Linked DNA regions of Rattus norvegicus: region 2 is linked to region 1. A link is a contact called in public Hi-C data. All regions are on one chromosome and are shown on one strand. Each heading gives the region's core, a stretch centred on a gene start, on an enhancer-like site or on the middle of the called end of the contact. The rest is flanking DNA. Distances are from core to core; before and after follow the strand shown. Region 1 holds the start of Smim36 (small integral membrane protein 36). Region 2 holds the start of Hlf (HLF transcription factor, PAR bZIP family member).

Evidence for each region. A called contact is a pair of places that touch in the nucleus more often than the background predicts.
Region 2: a contact with region 1 is called in a Hi-C map of kidney, with 5 times the contacts expected there. The contact joins the promoter of Hlf here to the promoter of Smim36 in region 1. A contact is called at or near these places in 4 of 12 Hi-C or Micro-C datasets (Schwann cells, frontal cortex, kidney and 1 more).

Annotation. Positions count from the first base shown.
Region 1 is chr10:75,499,267-75,504,507 of GRCr8, reverse strand. It overlaps Smim36 (small integral membrane protein 36), which reads right to left and starts at 1,615. Exons shown (of 1, transcript XM_063270006.1): 1 at 1,088-1,615. The coding sequence starts at 1,535. The coding sequence ends at 1,254.
Region 2 is chr10:75,704,422-75,710,352 of GRCr8, reverse strand. Hlf (HLF transcription factor, PAR bZIP family member) reads left to right here and starts at 1,933. Exons shown (of 4, transcript NM_001100764.1): 1 at 1,933-2,047; 2 at 4,108-4,443. The coding sequence starts at 1,933.

The sequences.
Region 1 (5,241 bases), core at 366-2,865:
ACTTCGCTGTTTGGGTCTCCCTCCTCCCCCCCATTAGGCAGCAAAGGTCAGAGGGTAGAGGCTGATGGCACATTTTGAACTCCACACAGACCCTCATGGGAAGAAAGGTTCCGTAAATCGCCAAGCAGACATGTAAGGGAGAGGAGGTGTGATACTCGAATGTACGACGGAGATAATGATGTAAGCTTGTGGAAACAGATGAATGAATGAGCAGGAGAAAAAACTTTATTAGTCAACAACAAACAAAGGAGCAAGAGCATAGTGGGCACACTTTGGGGGATTAAAATAAAAAGCTCTAAGATCTCAGGTTGTTTATCAATGATTTGCAATGTTTATATTATATCAAGTCAGCTTTTGAGACTAGCTGGTAAAACTTCCTGTGTCTGTGTATGTATGCATGCATGTATGGGTATGCATGCATGTGTATGTGCATAGATAGCTTCTTCTATTGCTCTCTATTTTATTGTTTGAGACAGGATCTCTCACTGAGACAGAACCTGGAGCTCACTGATTCGGCTAGAGAAGGTGGTCACGTCCCAGGGATCCGCCTGCCTCTGAGGTTGCAGGCCCATGGTACCACCACACCCAACCTTCACATCAGTACACAGATCCTCATGTTCTTGTAGGAAGGGCTTTTCTGAATGAGCTCTCTCCAGTCACCAGAGATGAAACTTTCTGATGAGAGGGTACACACAGAAACAAGGCCGACATTCATGGGAGCAGGACTAAGTGTTAAACATTACCTCAAGTAGTTTTAGTGAAGTGATTCATTGGAAACTGAAATTTTCAGGTGACCTTATCCCTAGACCTGAGGTATGCAGAGGTTGGTCAATCCAGCCTTGGCCACACAGCTTGTATTGGAAGAGAAATTGCGTGTGATAATACCCTGAAGTCTGTGAGTGTGTGAGTCCTCAAAATAATGAAGTTGTACAGACGAGCTAGTTTCATTATTTATTAAACACCCACCCTGTCTTTTAAACCTTATGTGAAGTTCACCCCTACTGGCTTGAAGGTTCCAAAGCATCCTGGCTGAGATCTTGTATTTGGAGAACACAGTTGAAGACCATATGGGGTATCTTACCTTAAACAGTTGTTTTATTCACAAGGAGAGCAGCCAGCCGGGCAGATAGTAAGACAGAGCCTCCGTTTCCTCAGCCAATCAGGACGTGCGCCTGGGAAGGGCAGGAGCCACAACAGGGACAGTTGTTTTCTGCTACATTTGTTGGTCTCTTCTCGGCATCCCTTCTGTAGTCTCACACCACCGTGCTTTTCTTCCCTATCGGAGCAGGATCCTTAAAGTGAAGGCTGGGTCCCCTTGCCCAGTGGGATCCATGAGCACTGTGCTGCGTCACCACCACTCGGATGGAAGGCTGGGCTTTCAGTGTGCTCTCCGGCGCACATTCCTTACTGGGATCTTTGCCTCGGCAGTCATACAGCACGCAGGAGATGAGGAACACCAAGAGCAAGATGACGTAGCTTGCAACAAGGATGATGAGGTTCAAGGTGACAGGGTCGATCTCCAGGTAGAACTCCATCACCTCTCCCGCAGTGGGGAAGTGCGTCTAGAGAAAGGCATTTGGGGTCGGTTTGGGCATCGCAGGGAGTAAATAGAAGGGCTACATGGACTCTGGAATAAAAATACAATAATCTCCACTGCTCCAGGAAACCTCGGGGATTAGAGCTGCTCGGTTTAATAACTTAAGCTCTTTCTGTTAATACCACAGCCACTGACGCTGGAGAGAGGAGTGTGGGAGGGAGATGGAGAGGAAATGGGGAGGAAGACAGAGAGGGGTAGGGGGAGAAGAGGAGGGGAAGGAGGGAGAAGGGGAGAGGGAGAGGAGGGAAGAAGAAAAGGAGGGGAAGGAAGGAGAGAGAGAGAGAGAGAGAGAGAGAGAGAGAGAGAGAGAGAGAGAGCGCGATTGAGCAAAACAGCTGCCAATGAGTGCACAGTTGCAAACCTGGATTACCCCGAAAGCTGTGAAGTATGTAGCATTGCTGGCCTTCGTCTCATGGAAGCTTAATGTTAGTTAGGGAATGATTTGGGCTACCAGGCCTTTGGGATTTGGATCAGCACTTTCTTTTTCAAATCAGGAGGGAAGTACTAGTACCCAATAGGTAGATTCAAACTGTGGTGGTTTGAATAAGAATGGTCCCTGTGTTTGAACACTTGGTCTCCATTTGGTAGAACTGTTTGGGAAGGATTGGGGGAGGGGTGTAGGCTTGTAGGAAGAGGTGAACCACTGTTTTGAAGTTTCAAAAGAGTCAAGATATTCCAAGTGTGCCTCTGTCTACCTCTTGCTTGTGGCTCAGGCTGTGACTTTTACCTGTCCCAGCTGCCATAGTGCTTCCTGGTGCTGACACATCACCATCATGGACTCTGATCCCCGGAAACCGTTAGCTCAATTAAATACCGTGTTTTATAATCTGTCACAGTCATGGTGTTTGCCCCAGCAATGGAAAAGGGATTTAGATAGTCACCATCCTTCATTTTTTTTTTCTTTTCACTCGTCAATCTAAATATCCTTCTCAAGCACCTCCTACGTTTCCTGGGCTTCATGAATGGAATTGCTTCACTGATGCAGTAAAAGGTAAGATAGCTCTGCAGAGAAAACAGATATCAAACAGTTCATCGCACAAAGCGCCATTTTAGGGTGATGGGGGTGGGCTGGAGTCATGGCTCAGCAGGTTAGAGCACTCGTTGCTCTTGAAGAAGAGCTGAGTTCAGTTCCCAACACCCATGCTGAGTTACTCACAATTGCCTGCAATGGAAGCTTAGGGAGATCTAGTGTCTCTGGTTCTGAGCGAGCTTGTAATAGTGTGTGCATTTTCACACACAGGCGTGCGCATGTATACATAATTCAAAATAAAATAAGGCTTAAAATTTAAAAGATGGAGGTTAGGAATAAATTTGTATGTGGATTAGAATAGTTTATCCTTTTATTTATAACCTTTTCCTACTTCACTTGTAGTCCTGCTCCATAGTGCTGAAAGACCCAGCTTCCTTTCCTTATGACTGATATAGATGAGCAAAACTCTGCCTAGGATGCTCGGCTGTTAGCATTTTGAAATTACTTGTACTGGGCTCCTGTAACAGCAAATCTTCATTATTAACCCAACTGGATTTAGAATCACCCAGTTGATTAGTGAAGCACATCTAGGGGTGTGTCTATAAGAACACTTCCAGAAAAGATTAACCTGGGAAGGAGAGCTACATTGACTATGGGTGGCATCACCCGACAGACTCGTGGTCTGGACAGAGGATAAGCAGAAAGGAACCCAATGTTAGCATTTCACCGTTCTCTGCTTCCTGGACCACACCATGAACTTCTCTGCTCTGCTACATCTTCTTTGCCACGATTCACTGAACCCTTCAAATCCACCAGCCAAAACGAGTCCTTCTCTAAGTTGCTTCTGCGAGGCATTTGGGTACTATGATAGGTAGCTAATCACTACCTTCCCACAATTTATTTCCTTTCCTTGGTTTTTGTATGTGTGTATTTTTGGTCACACAGGGCTTCAGTGGCCATTTCCCCAATGATAATGGTGGTCTTTTGATGCTCCTACTTAAAGGCCGATGCATCCAGAGGTTGAGGTCGGCACGTTTCTTTTGCTTTGTTTTGATTTAGCATTATTAAGCTCTAGTAAGCAGCTTTCTGAAGCACCCATTTGTGAAGACTTCTGTCGGAACCCGAGGATTCCACAATGCTCGAGAGTAGTGCTTCTCAACCTCTGGGTCATGACCCCATTGGCCGGATATCAGATATTCTACATATCAGATATTTGCATTGCGATTCACAGACGTAGCAAAAATTACAGTTATGAAGTGGCAACATAAATAATTTTAGGATCGGGGGTCACTACAACATGAGGGTCATAGCATTAGGAAGGGTGAGAACCACTGCTTTAGAGAGTCACTCAATCTTCAGCAGATCTTTTTCCAAATAAAATGTTCTATGACATCGTGGTCCTAGAGTCAGGAAGAGTGCTTCTCGTATGCTGTAGGTTTGGGGACATCCTTCTTGGACTCTGTTGAGCTTCTTATTAACGCAGATGCTTGTATCATACCCAGGTTGATCTGGTGAAGATCTTTGAGATTTGAGTCTTGGAGTGTGCATTAGCAGGAGTCTTCATGGATAATTTTGCTAGATAAGTATTTGGAGTCTTTGTTGAAAGCAAAGTCTATGGCCATATTGCTCTGAATGTGCCCAGTGTCATCTAGTCTTGGAAGCCAACCAGGATTGGTCTGGTTAGAGTTCAGATGAGAGAATAAGAAAGCAGAAGGTGAGGGAACTGCTCAAAGGGACCTTGAACATCAGCCAAGAGATACCCCCAGGATGTGTTCAATACACAGTTCAACAACTGTTCAATAGATTCAGAGAATTAATTTTGTCAAGAGGAAGTCCTTTTCCTGGCAACAATTCCCATTTACCAAGCTCCTAGGAGACAGGTGTTAAAAATAGAGTGCCAATATATTGAGCTCCTGTGGCTCACTGTGGAAGGACCGTGGCTTGGCTTCCTCCTGAAGGCAGATCTTTAGGAAAATCCATTTGCAATCAGGAAGTTTCTTGGTGAATACAGGACTCCAATAAGAGGGATTATTTTGTGTCTGTCAATCACAGGCAATGTCTTAGGCCAAGACCAGGCTTTAAAAGGCCGCAGTCTACACCAGAACCTCATCTTCTTTGCCCACACTGAACTCTAAGAAGTTTCTTAACTTCTGTAGTGAACTTGCACCTCCAAGGCCCTGGTGTCTCCACAGAACAATCTGGGGCACTTTGACACCTTGAAGCAGATACACAAACAATTGTGAAAACTGAGTGTGAAAGAGGACTCCTTATACTAGGGTCCATATTAAATCAAAGTACATATGGCTCCTTTGTTCTTATAAGTGGGGTTGCCCCAGAGGTTCCAGGTTCCTTTAGTGATAACCCCGAGTCATGATGGTTAATATGGCCTAGCTTCTCTTCGTCCATCAATGCAATTGTGCCAACGTTTCTCTTGGTGTCCTATTAATATTTGAATTAAGATTATTGATTACTGCTCTTGGCCTCAGGTTTTTAGTACCACCAGCATAGAGTTTTGTTCCTGTTGTTACTGCCGAGTGACTGCTCTGTCTCTGCTTAAACTTCATTCTATGGCCAGCCTTCCCCTCGTAGGTCTGCTTCTTGTAATGTCCAGGGTGAAATGAAGCCTCTCTCTTTTACCTAATCAATACAAGGATGCCTGCTTGCCTTTCTTCTT
Region 2 (5,931 bases), core at 684-3,183, 210 kb before region 1:
TATGTCTCATTGAAGAGCGTCTTGCAGACTCTTCCTCAAAGGTCTGAGACAACTCACTATGGGACAGCACTGGCTGGACATGGATAAGACCTTAAGTTCAATCATCAGTACTGCAAAACAAAAAACAAAAACAAACAACAAAACAAAACAAAACAAAACAAAAACCCCGATCACACACGATCCTCCACAGGACAGGGGGACACTTAGTGTTGGATAGAAATGTGCAATTGGGGGCTGGGGATTTAGCTCAGTGGTAGAGCGCTTACCTAGGAAGTGCAAGGCCCTGGGTTCGGTCCCCAGCTCCGGAGAAAAAGAACCAAAAAAAAAAAAAAAAAAAAAAGAAATGTGCAATTGGTGGTGGGGGAGTGTAAGGCGGAAAGAGGATTCTGGAGATACTGTTCGTGGGTCTCAGCTCTCCTGGCAGATGAGGGTAGAACGCCTACATTCCACCGCATCCACTCTGCCTGGGTGTCCTCACCCACACCTTGAGGCCCTCAGCACCAAGGTCAAAAACCAGAGGGAAGTGAAGAAGCCACAAACATCAAGATTCCCCTAACCTTTTAACCAATAGTTTACAAATGTATTTTAATTAGTATTCAGACCTTCTAAGTTGGCCCAATTACAGCCATGCTGGGTCTTGTAAATACTCCTAATATTCATTCAGTGTGTAAGTCTCTCCTGCCATCCTTCTGTTGCATGCAAATGTCTTGTTAATTTCCTGCGACAGCGTGGGAGCCAGTTCACTTCAGCTCAGTCTACAGCTCCTGTCTCCTTTCTACGTTTGCCACGCTGTTTAGAATTCAAGAAAGTTGATATTTTAGGTCGGATATGGAGTGGGGCTAGAAGGAGGTACTAAACTCATCAGGAACTGAGGAGAACTACCCAGAAGTCATTCTCTTTACGTCCATCCAAATAGGAGCCTCCTAAACGCCTCCTCTGGTTGGAGCTACCTGAGGCAGCTTTAAAAACCATTGGTTACCAGGACATCGCCCCAGGGGGTCTAGTTTAAATCCCGGATGCCACTTGGCCATCTTTTTGCTTTTTTTCCTTTTAAATCACCAATTTATTTCCACCTTGAAAACCACTGACAGGAATTTCTCATCGCCCTGCTCACTCTGGGAGGAAAAAAAAGAGCTAGCATGCAAAAGGAGTCAGGGCGAGAGATAGCGGAGTTATTCCCAGCGCAAGGCAGTGAGCGAACTAGGAAATCTGGCACCTGCGCTTTTAGCAGCCCACCAACGCTGCAAGGTCGGGAAAAACAGCGCGTGCGGCGATGCTACACACGCAGCCCTGGAAGGGCGGGGCGGGTGGGAGGGGCCTATCTGGGCCCCGCCCCTGCACGCCTATCGGCGCGCGGTGCGGGCCCTGACGTCACTCTTGTCAGGGCAGCGGCACATGGACTGCCTGATGCGCTGAGCCCGGCGCTGCGGGGCCGCGGAGCGCGGGGAGCAGCGGCCGCGGCGGGGAGGGGGGTGGGGCGGGACCGCACAGCCTCGGGTGCTCGCGCGAGGGTCCGGGGCCCGCGCTTTGCCTTCTGCTCATCTGCAGCCGTCTACGTGTTTTATTCTTTCTTTCCTTTTTCTGCCCCCCTTTGCAAATTTGAACATTTTGCAAGACTGAGTGGTGTTGGAGGCAGGTGAGAAAGAGCATCCTACACAGGGCCGGAGGAGTCCGCGGCGCTCGGTGCGCTTTCTTTCCCTGGACTGTCAGCACTGAGAACCCGAAAGTTTTCTTGTTTATTTTTATTTTATTTTGATATTTGTACGCTGATGTATTTACAAAGACAGAAGTGATTTTTTTTTTCCCTTCCTTGTCTGCACTGTTTTGAAAGCGAGTACTTTTGGTTGGCAAAGGACGGAGGAAAAAAAAGCTCATCAACATTTTGGGGCGGCGATTGGCCTTCTTTTTAAAAGACAATTTGCGTGCATCACGATGGAGAAAATGTCCCGACAGCTCCCCCTGAACCCTACCTTTATCCCGCCTCCCTACGGCGTGCTCAGGTCCCTGCTGGAGAACCCGCTGAAGCTCCCCCTTCATCCTGAAGACGGTGAGCGTTGCCTCGGCAGCTGGGCTCAGGGAAGGGACGACACTCCCAGGGACCCCCTGGTCGGCCGGGCACCAGCATCTCTCTTCCCCTCGCCTCGCTTTAGTGAAATTGGGGGGCTCACCCCCTCTTTCTCCCCAGTGCAAAGAGGATCCCACATTTGAAATAGCGCTGGGAACCTGGCTCGCCCGCCTTTCTAGGTCTGTCCTGCAGCGCAGGTGACAGGTGAACTTGACCGGTCAGGATCGCTGCTTTGAGTGACAGGGTGTGCGCTTCCGCGGAGACCCGTGTGTCTCCGGGACTGGAGAGGAGAAAGGGCGGGAGGTGGCTGGTTGGAGGCGGGGGAGGGGTCCGAGTAAGTGGGGGTTTCTCAGTCGGCAGCCTGAATATTTTCGGATTGTGTTACTGTTTTGTGTTGTGAACTCACGCGGCGCGAGCGGAGAGGCGCTTTCTCCCGCTGGCCTGCAATTCACCAAGCGGGGTGGGGGTGGGGGGGAGTGGTCTGTCGGCGGGAAGCGGTGCACGCCTCCAGCGCTGACACTTTCCCGGTGCTCTCTTCCCGGTGGGAGGGGAGAGCTGAGCAGGCTCACGTGTAACCGCGTGCAGGAGCCTCCTCTGGCTTGAGCCCTTTTCTTGGTAAGTCTCAGACCTTCCCTAGGCAACCGTAGCTTGGAGCTGAGGAGACAGGGGTAGGGGATGGTGGGGAGGGGGTTTTGCATGTGAGACCTGGTTGGGAACGCAGCTGAGGCCGGACGGATTTGTGTTTTGAGCCGGTGTAGTTTCTTGCCTTTGGTGTTATCACAGTGACAAAAGCGAATCATGCTGTTCCTGCATAAAGTCTTGAAAAGATTATTTGGCTGCAAATAGCTTCGGGGTGTTTGCATCATTTTCCCTAGGAGAGAACGCCTGTTGCATTGCAAGAGTTGCTGGTGCTAGATTGCGCGTACAGACCGCCCCCCTCCCCCGCCCCCAATGTCCTCCCGCATTGCTTCTTAAGGAATAGCACTGGGGAGAAGGCTTCTGTGGTCGATGTTTTTAAGTCTGACTCTCTAATGAAACTGCGGAGGATTTGAAGATTCAAATGGGTGGCGTTGGGACTACATTTCTCTAAGGGGGAGAAAAAACAACTCGGAATCAAATTCTGTAATCCCTGATTCCACCCACACCTGAATATTGGCAAAACTGCAGCTCGGTAAAGACCAATCCGGGGGAGCTGTATTTCAAGGCAGGAAATAGCTGCATTCTTCCCCTCATAGTGTAGAACACAGCACCTTTGTATAGTACTGCTTTGTGACGGGATGCATAAATGTATACTTTTCTTTTTTGCAAATTAGGTGATATTTAAATGTTTGGGGAAAAGGAACCCACCTTTTAAAACCGACTTAGTCCTTTCGTATGTGTTCCAGTGGCCTGCTAAGCTAATGGATGAGTTTGAAAGTTCTTCATCTCTACCTACCCCCTCACCCACCCCCCACCCTCCAAACCTCCTCCACAGGCTCCTTCTATGATGGGAGCATCCTTATCTTCCTTGTAAATGGGGATAATTATTGAGCTAATAAATGAAAAGGAATAACGTGGAAACTAGATGCATAGTAATGAGGGAAGGTGGGGGCGGGGACTGCTTACTCAGACTAAGCATGAATACCATGAATACCGGTGTTTCTAAGTCTGAATGACCTCAGGTTCTTGCTGTTGTCACTTTCTGAAAGATAGAATCATCTCAATTTGTCGGTGGTCCCCTTAAAAAGCACATCGGTTGTATATACTCTCCGGTGTTCTTTTCCCAGAATAGATTGCGAGTGACTTGACCCTTCAAATAACACTAAGGCTTGTTCTCTTGTTTTCATTCCAGATCAGTCGGTAGCCCGTCCTACAAACCAGTGTTTTCTTTCCAAAGTAAATAAGGAGATGTTGAAACTCTAGATCCACAAAAGACAGCACCCAGAGGCCTCAGTGCCCCCTAGAAGTAGTTTTGTAACAGATGGCAGGAAGGCTGGTGACAGAATGACCCCCTTTCTTTTCTGTTTTTAAAAACAAAGCTCACCCTTCCCTTTCTTTTTCAGCATTTAGCAAAGACAGAGACAAAGGTAAGAAGCTGGATGATGGTAGCAACAGCCCGACCGTCCCCCAGTCGGCCTTCTTGGGACCCACCTTATGGGACAAAACCCTTCCCTATGACGGAGATACTTTCCAGTTGGAATACATGGACCTGGAGGAGTTTCTGTCAGAAAATGGCATCCCCCCTAGTCCATCGCAGCACGACCACAGCCCTCACCCTCCTGGTTTGCAACCTGCTTCCTCCACTGCTCCTTCAGTCATGGATCTCAGCAGCCGGGCCACGGCACCCCTCCACCCTGGCATCCCGTCTCCGAACTGTATGCAGAACCCCATCAGACCAGGTAAACTCACACCCTTTAGATGTGAGGGGACGGGACGGAAGCGGTGTGTGGGGGGGATTGGCATGAGCAGGAGCTCTTAACACATGTTTCTCGAGAGGAGCCCTCTCTTCCTGTTCTGAATATCCTTCCTCCTTCAGTGAGCATGCGTAGCTCTCACCTGCAGAGTCGGACTCAGTGGACCCGCCTTTAAGAAGCTGGTGTTTTCGGGTCTGGGGTTGGAACCCTGACTGTTCATTTTAACCAACTCCTAGGAGAATTCTGAGTGGTCGATTCATAGGCTACAGGTTGTGATGTTCCAGCCTGGAGTTAATGAATGGGCTAATGGGTTAATGTAAAGTAAACATCCATCCTATCCCCTACCCCTTTCCCCTGGTCTCCTAACACTAAGGTAATAGGATCTTGCTGGACAATTTGGGTAGACCTCAGAAATTTACCCCATATCCATTCTTCTCTGGCCTAAAGGGGTAAATGTGAGGAGAGGTGCAGGACAGCTCTCTCTCTCTCTCTCTCTCTCTCTCTCTCTCTCTCTCTCTCTCTCTCTCATTTGTTTCATCTCCTTTGGTCATTGACTAAGACCAAGAATCTAAGTAAATGTAAGCTCTCCTATTGCCCGAGGCTAAACCTCTTTCTTCATAGCACTGTGTTCCTATGAGCCAATCTTGCCTTTCTATGGTTTTCAGTGTCGTCTGCTCATCACGCTTATTCCACCTTTATCAAGGCTTGTGCCCGTATAAAAAGCCACCCACAGTGGCTCATTTGTGATCCTGGTGCTAGGGAGGTGGATTCAAGAGGATCTCTGAGGTTAGTGGACAGCCAGCCCTGGGAAATCAGATACAAATGCACCCACACCCCACCTCCCATATTCAAGCAGACTCACACATATACACAAATAAATAATGAAGAATGTTTAAGAAGACGACACAGAAACATTACCAACAAAGAACTATGCTTTAAAATCCCCTTGCCAAATGGGCAGGGGGAGGCCCAGACTGAAGCAGTCCCGGATCCGTATTTTTAACACACCATGGCACAAAACAAGCAGAAAGAAAGATCATTCCGTGGACAGGTACCTGGAACAACTATTCAGACTGATACATTGACAGGAAGGTCACTGATCAGAAGGCCCTTAGCTACAGGGAAAGACAGAAAACAAGACAATGAGAGATTTGTGTTAGCAGTTTCTGCTGAACTCTATGTCCCCATGCAGAAATTTCCTGTCACACGCAGAACTGGATAGGAGCTGAGAGGAAGGAGGAAGAGAGCCCCTACCTTTATAGGTTAGCCGGGAGTTCAGGTTCGCCTTTCATAGATCTCTGGGCTTTCAATTCTATTTTACCCCATCTCCAAAATCCACTTTAGTCGATAACTCTAGGCCACAGGTGCTATTGAAATGTCGCTTTAACCTCCAGATATCCCCGGAAGCTACACTATCCTCTTGATGTGAATTAGATGACCCACTCTAAAGAATGCATAGTGTCAATGTCTTCA